2 separate regions of the Mus musculus genome follow, and region 2 is linked to region 1. A link is a contact called in public HiChIP or PLAC-seq data. All regions are on one chromosome and are shown on one strand. The core of a region is the stretch at or near the end of the contact, and the rest is flanking DNA. Distances in the headings are between cores, read along the strand shown.

What was found. HiChIP or PLAC-seq counts read pairs in DNA pulled down with a chosen protein or histone mark.
Region 2: a contact with region 1 is called in an H3K27ac HiChIP or PLAC-seq map of heart atrium, with 7 read pairs. The contact joins two enhancer-like sites. A contact is called at or near these places in 2 of 39 promoter capture datasets (both in liver), 5 of 15 datasets of contacts at CTCF or cohesin (CD8 T cells, the NIH/3T3 cell line, embryonic stem cells and 1 more), 38 of 484 Hi-C or Micro-C datasets (the AML12 cell line, B cells, the BV-2 cell line and 22 more), 9 of 115 datasets of contacts at active chromatin or transcription factors (the HPC-7 cell line, VIP interneurons, craniofacial prominence and 6 more) and 1 of 9 other capture datasets (adipose tissue).

The regions. Positions count from the first base shown.
Region 1 is chr1:73,900,527-73,906,745 of GRCm38.p6, reverse strand. No RefSeq gene overlaps it. Among named protein-coding and RNA genes, the nearest start is that of 6030407O03Rik, 39 kb to the right of the region's middle. Within about 2 kb of position 3,940, at least 44 of the 459 cell types and tissues checked have an H3K27ac peak or open chromatin away from gene starts, as enhancers often do. A contact at or near this core is called in CD8 T cells and heart atrium, where this site is marked.
Region 2 is chr1:73,963,110-73,969,328 of GRCm38.p6, reverse strand. All of the region lies in intron 18 of Tns1 (tensin 1), which reads left to right. Among named protein-coding and RNA genes, the nearest start is that of Gm39664, 65 kb to the left of the region's middle. Within about 2 kb of position 2,623, at least 22 of the 459 cell types and tissues checked have an H3K27ac peak or open chromatin away from gene starts, as enhancers often do. A contact at or near this core is called in CD8 T cells and heart atrium, where this site is marked.

The DNA.
Region 1 (6,219 bases), core at 2,691-5,190:
GAACCCCCAACCATACATTTATTTTCATTGCTACTTTATAACTGTAATTTTGCTACTGAGCCTGGTCTCAGTTCCTAAGACAGTCACCATCACAGGTTGAGAACCGCGGCTCTATGGGAACGTCAGGCAGCTGTGGGGACCTGCTTGGAAAGAACAGGGATGGGAGCTCTAACAGCCTGGCACTGGGCCAGAGACTGAAGGAGGCCCTTTGGAAGCCCTGTGTCTCTGTGGCTTCAGGCATCGCTGTGCGAGTTGTCACATCTAGTGTATTCAGACTGGCTGTTTCCAGAGTCAGGGTCAGAACCTGGACCCTGCCAGCCCTAACAAGGTGGGTTCTGCCACCTGTCCTCAGTAAGCCAATGAAAAAAAGACAAATTAGGAGTAAAAACGGTGGCCTCTTTGGCAATTAAAAGAAAAAACGAGGTGCAGGGACCTCAAGTCCAGCTTCAGAGTCATGATCCAAGGCTTAGGTTGAAAGAAGTATACATAGCTAAGCCTTGGGGACAAGGGCCCCGCCCACATCCCTGCCCCTCACTGCTGCCTGGGCTCCAGTCTTCAGGCAGCCTGACAGGTTGTCAGAACCCTATGAAAGTGAAAAATCTCTTTGCAGGAGACAGGCTCCACCTCTGACTGCCTCCAGACTTCAGCCCCGTCTGAGACTCTTGAAGACATTCCAGTATCTTGGGGGCTCATTGTCTCAATAGTTTGGTAGCTGAAGGGAGGGGCACCCCTGTCTCTACTTAGGATATCTTCATTCCTGCCTAGACAGTTACAGTTGGGAAGCACCTGAGACGTCCCCCTCCCCCACGCAGCGTGACCTCTCTTGAAGGGCACTGGCCTAAGACCAGACATTCTAGATTTGGTTCTGGCTTTGCTGGGCCTCAGTTTCGCCATCTGCAGGATGGATATGCTTTGCCACTAAGGGTCAGCCTTTGGGCTGAGACCACACATCCTAAGAGTGACCTGCCACTTACTACGGCCCTTGTAGACCCCAAGAAATACATGCTACTGGGTCTTGCTGGGCCTCTGCTCCCTCCAGCTCCCTCTGCCAGCTTTGTAGCCTCCAGGGAGATGTCAGTGGAGAGGCTGCGCAGACGGCTTACCAATGAATGATATCGATCTGAGTGGTTCTCAGACTCCAGACCACAGGTTAGGGGGTGGGGTGAAGCCGCCTCTGTGGCTCCAGCTTTTATGGGGTCGGGAAGATTATCTCTTGGTCATCAGGACAGGATGTCCCGGCTCTGGGTCTTCCCTCAGCCTCTGCCTCCCTCCCTCCCTCCCTCCCTCCCTCCCTCCCTCCCTCCCTCCCTCCCTCCCTCCCTCCTATCTTCCCAGGCCCTGCCTTCTCTACATCTTGTACTTGCAGTAATGAACATAGCAGCAACATCCTTCCTGCTCAGCTGACCTGACTGGTTTGGGTCATATGGAGCAGAGTCTGTGTGGGAGTCCTTAAGTAGGGCAAGGACAGGGTATAGATCCTTGAGGGGAGTGAGTAATGTCCATGGGGGGGAGGATAGAGGAAGCCGGGTGCTGTGGAGATTCACAGATGACTTCAGAGCCGTTTTGAGGTAAGTCAACATACTCTCCCAATTTAATACGTGTTTAGTGAGCACCTACTATGTGCCAGCACTGATTCTGTCATCAAGAAGCATTGGTGGTTTGTTCCTGCTGTGCCACATCGGTTCTATCAGAAAGGTCTGTTTCCGACACAATACAGCATTGTCGTCTACACAGTTCATACTTGAGAACCGTGTGGTCGAATGCAACAACAAAAACCAAGATGGCAGAAACCTGACAGTGGCCGATTGGGCACACCTGGATGGCACACAGTTAGACACGGCAGTACCACAGGCACCACGGAGTTTGCAAGTGGGTCAGGCAGGTCTGGGGAGAGCAGGGGTGGCCTGTCCCACAGTGGGAGTCCAGCCTTCTGGGTGAGCAGTGCGGAGGGTTGCAGCTGGCCCCATGCATCCCCCTGGTCGCAGCCTTTGTGCTGGAACTGGACATTCATCTGAAGGCCAGGCAGGACAGTGGTTAAAGGCACAGCTTGTGGTGTTTCCAGTGTGGCCTCCATTCCTACTAGCTGCCAGGCCTTCCTGTGTGCTTCTGCTTTCATACTTCAGTGTAGGGTACAGTACTTATAAAGGGTGGCTGTTGCAATGGAGTGATTTTACTTGTAAAACCATAACTGGGGCCTAGGGAGATGGCTCAGTGGGAAAGAGCACTCGCTAGGCAAGCTTGAGGACCCGAGTTCAAATCCCTAGGCCCCGCATAAAAAGCTGGGCATGGCTGTGTGGGCATGTAACTCCAGCATTGAGAGGGTCCTGAGAGCTTACTAACCAGACAGCCTAGCCAAAGTAGTGTTTTGTTTTTTTCCAGTGAGACACTGTGTATTGAAGGACTAAGGGGAGAGCCATAAAGGGAGAAACCTTATACACATCTCTGGCTTCCTCATGTGCTCATGGGGGAACACACTGGGGCACACATGCTATGCATCGTACACACACACCTACCTTACACCTCATCATAGTAATTTACAAAGTGAAAAACTGTAACTATTACCTACGCTCGGTATTTCTTTATTTGACCTCCTTTTCTCTCTCCTCGCTAGACTCTTAAGTCCCTGAGGGCACAGAGTGGTTTACCTTAAGCCCTAGGGCAGTGCCTGCCAGGTGGGGCACCCTCTCCTGGTGCACAGGGAATGGCTTAAGTCTGGAAACCTCATGGAGGCACTGTGGGAAGGAGAAGATGGAAACACAGACATGTGTACAGAAAAGCTGGGCACAGATGGGCTGCACAGGCTATGAGAGATGACCAGAGCAGCTACTGTAACAACTGGGAACTTCAGCATGTTTATTATGTATACTGGAGCGGGGCGGGGGGAGCACATGTTAGCTGTTGGCTAGTCTTGGTAGGAGGTTTCTGTGGGTGAGCAATCTCAGACCATAAAGGTTAGAAGTGTTTACAAACCATAGACCAGTGTGTGTGTGTGTGTGTGTGTGTGTGTGTGTGTGTGTGTGTGTCTGTGTGTCTGTGTGGTATGTATGTGTGTTTATGTGTATGTATGTGTGTGTGTCTGTATGTGTATGTGTTACTAGTAGAGGGTCTTGAGCATGACAAGCAAAACATTTTAAAAAGGCAGAGTGTGGGAAGGAGAACCCAGGAATGTGGATGTATGCGTACGGAGCACCCTAGAGGAGGGGCAGCAGCAGTGCTAAGGTTGCAGGTGGAGAGAGAGACTTTGGGGTGTGGGGCACTGCAGTTAGGAATGAGGGTCCAGGCTGGAGTGGAAACTGAGGCATAACCAGACACTATTTGGAGGGTGGCCTCCTTTCACAATGGTTTCCCTGAGCATCTGTGGGAAGGAGGGCAGGGGTGGGGATGCCTTTGAGACACAGTCGCTGTCACTGGAATAGATCTTTCTTATTGCGGTGACATCAGCAGGTGCCAGGAGGGACAGACAGGCTGTGTTTCCTAGTGCCAGGCTGCTGAGGCTAGGAACAGCAGAGCTCTGTTGCCACGGAGATAAGGGAATGAAGAGCAGGTAGGGCCTTGTAACTGTGAGGGCGATGTAATTCCAGGTGGCCTCAGAGTTCTGTGTGTGCTTGGTGGTGACACTGCCACCTGACCGCCCTTCCTCTTCTCCAGTTCCTCCTTGCCTCTCCTAACCCAGAATCCTAGACTGGATCTGGGAGGTGGTAGCTGGGCCAGGTAAGAAGATACTAGAGATGGGGTGCTGTTTTTAAAAATTAATGAATGAATGAATTGATTAATTAATCAATTCATTCATTCTTTTTTTAATCTCCATGGAGGCTTGCAACCTGTAAGAATGGCTGGCAAACTCCCACTTCCGTCCCTCCCGGCCCCAGCCCAGTCTCCGCATGCCAGCACCTCCATTTTTCATTTCCTGTCTGCTTCTCCCACGCTAGTCTCTGGGTCTGGATCCATGTTTCTCGTTCATGCGGGTCTCCCAGGCAACCTTCCTTAGTGCCCACTGGAAGAAGCATCAGTAGACCAAGCTAGCTACAGTTGCTGAGGGGGGGGAGTGGAAACCGCAGGACCGTCTCTTTCCAAGGATCTTCTGGAATGAGAAAGGATGGCTTTCAGAATGCGGAGAACATCTGGAATGATCAGACAGGGCTCAGTCTGAAGTCCTTTTCTCGTCTAGGCCCTCAAGTCCACGTTGGTTAACATTTTATAGCGTTTTCATGATCCCAAGGCGCCCTCCAGTGGCCAAATAGGAAGTTGCGGCTCTTCCAAGAGGAAGTAAAAGTGGGCAGTTGCTGAGCCAGCTTCACACCGCCCCCGCACCCCCCCCCCCCACTCAATTCCCAATTCCAACTTCAGCCTTCATGCTGGAGTCCACTGAGGTGGCAGGAGCCAGTGAGGAGCCCTGGATAGGCAGTCAATGACTGGGGGCTACTTATGGCCTCTTTACCATGAGTCTCTGGGTTGGCATCTCTGGTACTTCCTAGCCCAGCATTGCCTATAATATAAACTCACTTCCTGGATAGGCAAGGTCTGTCTGTCCATCCTCCTGCAGCCAGCCTACAGTTGGCCCTCTATGATTGAAGCTTTGGCTGGTCCACAGATCAGGGCAAGTAATTCTAGAAGGGCCATGAGGAGGTTGGGAGGGCTGGTTACCATCTCCAGGATGCACTTGGAGAATCCAGGCCTGGGATTGAGCTGCATAAGAAAACTTGACCTCGGTAGCAGCAGCTGGAAAAAAAACCCAAGACGGTACTGAGAAGCCAGCATCCTGCATCACCAGGCTCCGGAGGGTCTGTCGATGCTCTGGGTTCAAAAAGTGCACGAGTCGACAGGATGCTCAGGGAAGGAGAAGCTAAGGAGGCAGCTTGTGCAAGCTCAAGCTGATATCCACCAACCACCCAGTGGTGGCTTACTATCTAGTCACAGCAGGTTACCCTCCTTTAGAAACGCAGAGTGACTCTTTCACCTAGACTGAAAGGAACCAGTTTTCAGAGCTGCAGTGGCGTGGGAAGGGGGACAGTGCCCCCTTGTGGCAATATCTTGGTACTTCAACTCAGAAGAAGCCAGAAGATGAGATCTACTTCTGTCAGGCTCATTTGTGCACAGCATCTAGGAGCAGAGGGTAGGGCTCCCAGAGACACTGCCTTGTGACTCACTACAATAAGCGTGATTTCCTCTAGAGAGTCTTAGGGTCCAAGACAACTAATGAGAGCAGCAAAGGTCACATGCAGGTTCCTGGCATGATGCAACCCTGTGCCAGCATCCCAGGATGTGAGATGAACAGGGCATGGCCTGTGCCCTCCACCATCAATGCAGGAGTCAGAGAAGAACAACAGTGCCCTTGTCACACTGGGCATGCAATGTCCCGGCTGTTGTCATTTCTCCTTAAGTGTGGCTTCTGAACATCCCTGGGTTTTCTCCTCACCTCTATTAAGTCTTTTCTTTCAACTTATTGGTGCCACAACTGCGCTCAGGGTTATTATGCTAGAGAGGGTGAGGTGGCTAGGTGTCATATCTGGGTAGGATTTGTTTTCTTTCTTTTTTTAAAAAAGATTTTTATTAGATATTTTCTTTATTTACATTTCAAATGCTATCCCGAAAGTTCCCTATACCCTCCCCCCACCCTGCTCCCCTACCCACCCACTCCCACTTCTTGGCCCTGGCATTTCCCTGTACTGGAGCATATAAAGATTGCAAAACCTAGGGGCCTCTCTTCCCAATGATGGCCAACTAGGCCATCTTCTGCTACATATACAGCTAGAGACACGAGCTCTGGGGGTACTGGTTAGTTCATATTGTTGTTCCACCTATAGGGTTGCAGACCCCTTCAGCTCCTTGGGTAATTCTCTAGCTCCTCCATTGGGGGTCCTGTGTTCCATCCAATAGCTGACTGTGAGCATCCACTTCTGTGTATGCCAGGCACTGGCATAGCCTCCCAAGAGACAGCTATATCAGGGTCCTTTCAGCAAAATCTTGCTGGCATATGCAATAGTGTCTGAGTTTGGTGTCTGATTATGGGATGGGTCCCCGGGTGGGGTAGTCTCTGGATGGTCCATCCTTTCTTCTTAGCTTTGTCTCTGTAATTCCTTCCGTGGATATTTTGTTCCTTATTCTAAGGAAGAATGAAGTATCCACACTTTGGTCTTCCTTCTTCTTGAGTTTCATGTGTTTTGCAAATTGTATCTTGGGTATTCTAACAGTGAGTGCATATCAAGTGACTTCTTTTGT
Region 2 (6,219 bases), core at 1,374-3,873, 64 kb before region 1:
GCTTTCGCTCTATGTAGCTTTGATTGCTTGGAGGGGTGGGGGGAAAGCCAGCAGCAAGCATTCTTTGATGTTGGTTCTGTTCCCCGCCACCCCCCACCTCCAGGCCAGTGAGGTCAGACTTTGATATGAAAGCAAAAGCTTTCCTCAGATCTTTCCTCTCCCTTCCTCCCTCAAGGGCCCCTCTGTAGGAACAAAGGTTGAGAACCATTGAGTCCCCACAGGTGCTCCCTGTAGGATGCCAGGGCGGGAAGGGCCAGAGCTGGGCCAGGGGGCTGCCTCCCATCCAGGAAGGTTCCCTGTGGGGTGGAGGGCTTGTCGGGGGTGGGTCTGTTCACTCATCACAGGAGGGAACTGCCTGGTTTAAAAGGGAATACAAACCATCTGTGTCTGCTGCTAGCCTACACTGACCCCTCCACACAGGTTGTATACCAAGTCCCCGGATTACTGTGTAGAGAACTCCACGGACCATTCCACACAGCCCTGCCTAATGGGCTGAAACCCGTGGACTTGCAGCCCTTACAGTGAAAGCTTAATTCTGAAGGCACACAGCTTCTCGGGCCCCTGGTATGTCAGGGATGCCAAGAGGCTGTGTCATTTTGCATGAAGCATTGAGATTGGCCCACTCATGAAGCTGGGTCCTTATGTGACTGTGGGCTGCCCAGAGTTAGTGCTATGTGGTTTTTGTCAAGCTCATAGCCCTCCTGGGGATGCATGCAGTTCCCAGGGAGCCCCTTCAAGGCACCTCAATACTGGCCTAGTCACTGGTGTATGGGTGGGTGGTTCTGAGATGTCACATGGTCTCATCCGTCTTCTTCACTTGCCATTGGTGCCTCTGAGCCCTGTCTGCGTGCCTCCCTGTCTGCTTTCTGCTGCTTCTTTGTCTTGGAGAGCAGAAAGAGCATGTGGCCAAGGCCATCTTGAGCTAGTGCCTAGCTGTTACATTGGGCTGGCAGTATGGAGGCCATTGAAAGACACCTGGTCAGGCACAGACCCTTGGTGAATGGCTACAGGCATTGATTCAGTCTCCTTTGCACCCCGAACTCATCTGTCCTTCTCTGCCGTCTCCTTCCCGGATGAGGAGGCTTCTGGAGCACATCTGTGCTGAGAGCCGTGAGGTGAGGAGAGGCAGGAGGGCTACGAACAGATGTCCCTCTACCCCTTATCCGTCCGATGCATATATCTACTGGGAGCTGACAGTCCCCCTCCTGCATAATCTTATCCTATTCCCAGGGAACATATCCCCAGACTGGCTCTGCCTGCTGCCTTCCTGGAATAGGTATGGAGACCCCCAAAAGGCTGACTCTCCAAAGCCTGTCCTACCCCTGTAGCCCTGAGCTGCACTTCTTCAGGTCTTTTGGGCTACTGTGGGGGGGGGGGTAGGGTCCTAGGGCATTCTGAGAGTATGTTTCTATCACACACACACACACACACACATACACACACACACACACACACACACACACACACACACACACACACACAGAGCCTCGGTGCGCAGTCAGCTCAGGCAGCAAGCCCTCCTCCTTTCTTTCTCAGTGTCCTTCCCTCTCCCCCTTCCCTTCTCCCCCTGCACCTTCAGCACCTTGCTGCCATGTCTGTCATGGGGTGGGGGGTGCTTCTTCCTGCCCCCACCCTTCTGACTATGCCTGCTGCCTCCTTGATGATCCTGGGTTCGCTCTAGAACAAGACATTTTAGAGCTCCAAGCTTTCCTCTGTGTATTTTGCCACAGTGGAAACTAAACCAGCCAAGCTCATGCAGTAGGCAGCTAAATTGGAGTCGTCTGTTGGGAACTCAGCTTCTTCCACCCTGTACTCTCTTTCCTCTGTCTAGCTCAAGTCTACCTGCTATATGCCAATGGCATTTCTTCCCGCTATAACCCACCATGCTTCTGGCTACATATTCCCTGGGTGACAACCTTACCTGGTGCTGCATGTGCCCCTGCCCCACTCGCTCACAGACTATGAAGTAGCTCTCCTAGGGACAGTGTTCTGTTTTAGTCCTAACCCCAAGACTAAGTCAAAACACTCAATCATTTTGTCCTTTAAGAACAAGGGTCAAGGGGTTGAGAAGATGGCTTAGTTGGCAAAGCGCTTTCCTTATAAGCACGAAGACCCCAGTTCTATTCCCATGTGCAAAACCAGGGGTGGTTCGTAGGTGTTTGTAATCCCAGTGATGGAGAGGCAGGCATAGGAGGATCGCTGGGGCTCAATGACCTCCCGTCCTCCTTAACTTACTTGGTGAATTCCAGGCCGGTGAGGGACCTTGCCTCAAAAGAAAAAGGGAGATAGTGCCTGAGGAAAGGCCTCTGAGATTGACCTCTCACCTCTACACACTCACAGGCACACAGGTACATGCTCACTCTCCCAAAGGCACACATGCGCGCACAGAGAGAAAGAGAAGAGGCATTAACATTGAACAAGAGCCAATTGTTCAATTGTTCAGGCCTGGGGAGATGCTTCTACACCTGTTAGTGGCTAGAGAGAAGGGAGGGTTAGGACAGCAACAGGAAACAACAGTGAGAAGGGACCCAGCCTATCAAAGTTGTGGCCATGGTAACCTGAGCTCCCTCCCCCAGATCCAGACTCGGCTGGGCCAAGGCTGCCCTGGGAAGGATGAAGTAATCAGACTACAAACTAAAGCTGCTTCTCTAGTGAGGTGTGGCCCTCTAGTGTCCCACCCTCTTTATAGTGTTAGACCAGCTGGAGGAGCTGTGGTTCTTGTGTGTGTATGGGGGGAGGTGCTTCTAGGACCCTCCAGCCACCTCCCTCTGTTCGTGTGTCCCGGATCTGGCAGCTGGGGTGACTTCCTTCCGGGAGTCAGTGGCTGAGTTGTGATGTTGGCTCTGGCTCTAACCATCTGTGGGGACCTCTGCTTCCCAGAGTTGGATGGATGGGATCGGGTGGACCAGCCACTGAACTCAGGATGTCCCCTGGGCTGTAATTCTAGGAAATGGCCTGGGATAGCTGCCCACAGTGGCAGCAAATCTGGGGACTCGATGAATCCTGGGTACTTGGAGGCAGCCAAAGGTCTCTAGGTCTATCTTCCTGTCTCTAGAATCTAGAACGTATGGATAAAGCTACCATGCTCAGGGCTGCTTCGTGGTTGCAGGGAATGCTGGCTGCTTCAGAGGTCAGAGCAGAGTTGTACTGAGTAGCTTCACTGTCTCAGGGACATCACACTCTCCAGGGGCTGGGTCATTTCGTGAGACTCTTGTCTTTGCTGCATGCCTAGCAGATGATGGGTTGGCCTAGGCAATGGGGTTAGGTGGACTCTGAGGCTGTGTGATTAAAAAGTGTGGCTTCCAAACTGTACAAGGTAGCATACTTCTCATGTGGGCTGCTGTAGACCCTCCTCCTGAGAGTGACAAGGAGCCCTGGGAGCAGATCCTGTGACACAGATAAGCTGGTGAGGGAGGACTGACCAGGGGGCTCAGAGGACATTGCACAACCTGGATACCACTAGGGCTCTCATGGGGGACATTGGCTTGTTCTGGGATACTCAAAGAACACCATAAAGTCACTTGAGAGATGATGCGAATGGGAGCTAAGAGTACCTGTTTCTGTTTCTTAGAGATAAGATGGGCTTTCGTGGGGGATGGTAAGATCATAGTAGGAAGCTTTTGATTTCACGAGGAGCATCACTGGGCAAACCTGGCTGTGCCCATAAGGGCATTTTAAAATTCAGATTCTCAAGCCACTGAGAGTTCTGTCTTCTGCGGGGAAGGTGGCGTCTGAAGTCAGGGTCTCCCTCCCTCTGTCCTTACCTTGTTTCTGTCCCCTGGCTTTTTTTTTTCTTTAACAGAGGACCTTACTATATAGCCCAGAGTAGGCCTGAACTTGCTTCAGTCCTGTGTTAGCCTCCCAAGCGAAGGCTGTCCATCCAGTCAGAGTCTTTAGGGGATTCTTCAGGGGCTTCTATTGCTTTCTGAAGGCCATTTGGTTAGGGTCATGCTTTGCACTTGTTCTTGTACCTACTGTTTCCATGGCACTGGACATGGGCTAAGATACTTTATAAACTGACTCCAGGAGTATGTATATTGTGATATATACATATATATATATATATGTGTGTGTGTGTGTGTATATATATATATTAACCAGGCACATGGTATGGTGGTGCACATCTCTCATCCAAGCCCTTAGGAGGCAGAGGCAGGAGGATCAGGAATTCAAGGCCATCACCTAGTGAGTTCAAGACCAGCCTGGGCTACATAAGATCTGTTATCAAAAGATTTTTTTTAAATCAAAGGAAAAGAAAAATGTGTATAATTCACATAGCAAGTCTGTGATCTCATGGGGTTTGGTGCTCAGGACTGGTTTAAGTTAAATTTATTTTAGTAATTCACAAAATACTACAGATGGTGTTCAGATGGGCAGATGAAATCAAATTGGGCTACTGCGGTGGTGGCTGGGTGGGGACAGAGATGTCGATGGGGGCTCCTTAACCCTTTCAGGAGCCTGGGCTTTGTTGGTTAGTTCTAGGAGGTTCTGTGGTGACAAGAGGGCCTTTGCTGTAGGTCCTGTAGACTATGATCTCCACCAATTTGGAAATTCAAGATATGGGGTACATTTTATAGCCCCCTCCCTATCATTAACAAGTTGTTAAAGTCTAAGGACCAAGGCTATAGCTTGAGGAGAGTGTGTGGCCTAGCATGTCCAAGGCCTAGCATGCCCAAGGCTCTGGGTTTGGTTTCTAGTCTGCAAAAACAAATGCTGGCATGTGACACCGGCTGCCTGTCTTGCTTGCCCAGCCGTGTCATCAGTGAAGGCAGGGCAGGGGACCTACTACTGGGCCTCAAGTCACAGATTTTTGTTCCTCCCTTTATATTTCCTCGATATTCTTAGGGAGCAGATGGCAATGGGAGGCAGGAACCGAGCTAGTAAGTAATGGCTCTGGACAGTGGGAGCTGGAGAGACAGGTGGTCTTCCTCAGTCAGGTGCTCTCCCTCCTCAGCTGCAAGGACAGATACAAAGTTGCTACAGCCTTGGGCAATGGAAGGACCTAAGTGTCACAAAGGAACCGGGGCCAAAGGAGGGGATAGGAGGAATCTTCCAGAAGAGAAACTAAGTCCCCACTGGCTTAGGAATTATGTTGGAAGTTTCAGTTGCCATCCCAATAAGTCACAAACATAGAAGGACCTGTTGTCCTGAGGCCATCCTCTGGGATTTCACCTTTTAGAGCAAGCCAGGCGTGTGCTGGGAACTTCCAGGCACCTGTCTGTGTGTTGCTGAGTGGTTGGCCACACATCTGGTTGGCTGAGGATGACAGTGGGCATCCTGAAAAAGTGGGACCCTCGGAAAAGTGGTCCCGACACTTGTGACCACCACAGAGGGCAACCAAAGACACTAATAGCCATGCAGGCAGTTGCAGGCGGTTGCAGGCACTCCCGTCAGACACCCACAGGCTTTCTGGGCAGCCTCACTCAGTCTGTGTCAAGGTTGCTGGGCCAGAAGCCAAAGCTGTTGGGACTTGTGTTCCCCTCCCAGAGTTCTGTCCAGGGGCACCCCAGCCTGCTCTGAGACATATGGAGCCTTTTCGTTTTCTTCTTCTAAGTCACGGAAGTGTCCTGGTTCCTAGACTCTGCTTGGAGGTGGTGGGAGAAGGGGTGGGGAAGAGAGGGGAAGGGAAAAAAAAAACCTTTCCACCTTACTGGCGGCAGCTGGAGAGTTGTTGTCGGCTGCTCTGCCTGCCGTTTGCTGGGAGTGGGAAAAATGTGGAAAATTTGGAGAAAGAAATCTCAGTCACTCACATAATGCTCCTTTCTCCCAAGGACTGGTAGCCTTGCCCGTCCCTTGTCCCTTGTCCCTCGTCCCTTTGCTCTGGAGTGGTGGGGATAGGGGTGGGGTGAAGGTGGGGGCTGACTCTCCCCTTGTTTTCTGAAGTTTGGAGTTGCCCTTGGTTGGAGACTGGGCTGGGAGACTGGAGCCAAACCCCTGTGCTGGGGCAGGTTGAGCTGGGATTGAGGTTGGGGCTGGGTTGGGACTCTAAACAGGGCCGAGCAGGGCAGGGCTGGAGGGGAAGCCACCGTGATGTCATTCAAGAGCTGCATAGCTGCAGGATGATAAGTGAAACCCAGGGGACCCAGCTGGCTGGGATTACAGACAGAGTTTGATCCCACAGGCTTCCTACAAGCCAGAGTGAGCCTGAACCGAGAGGGGGAGAGAGCGAGCTAGACTGGAGAGAGGGAGGGAGGGAGGGAGGGAGTGTGTGTGTGTGTG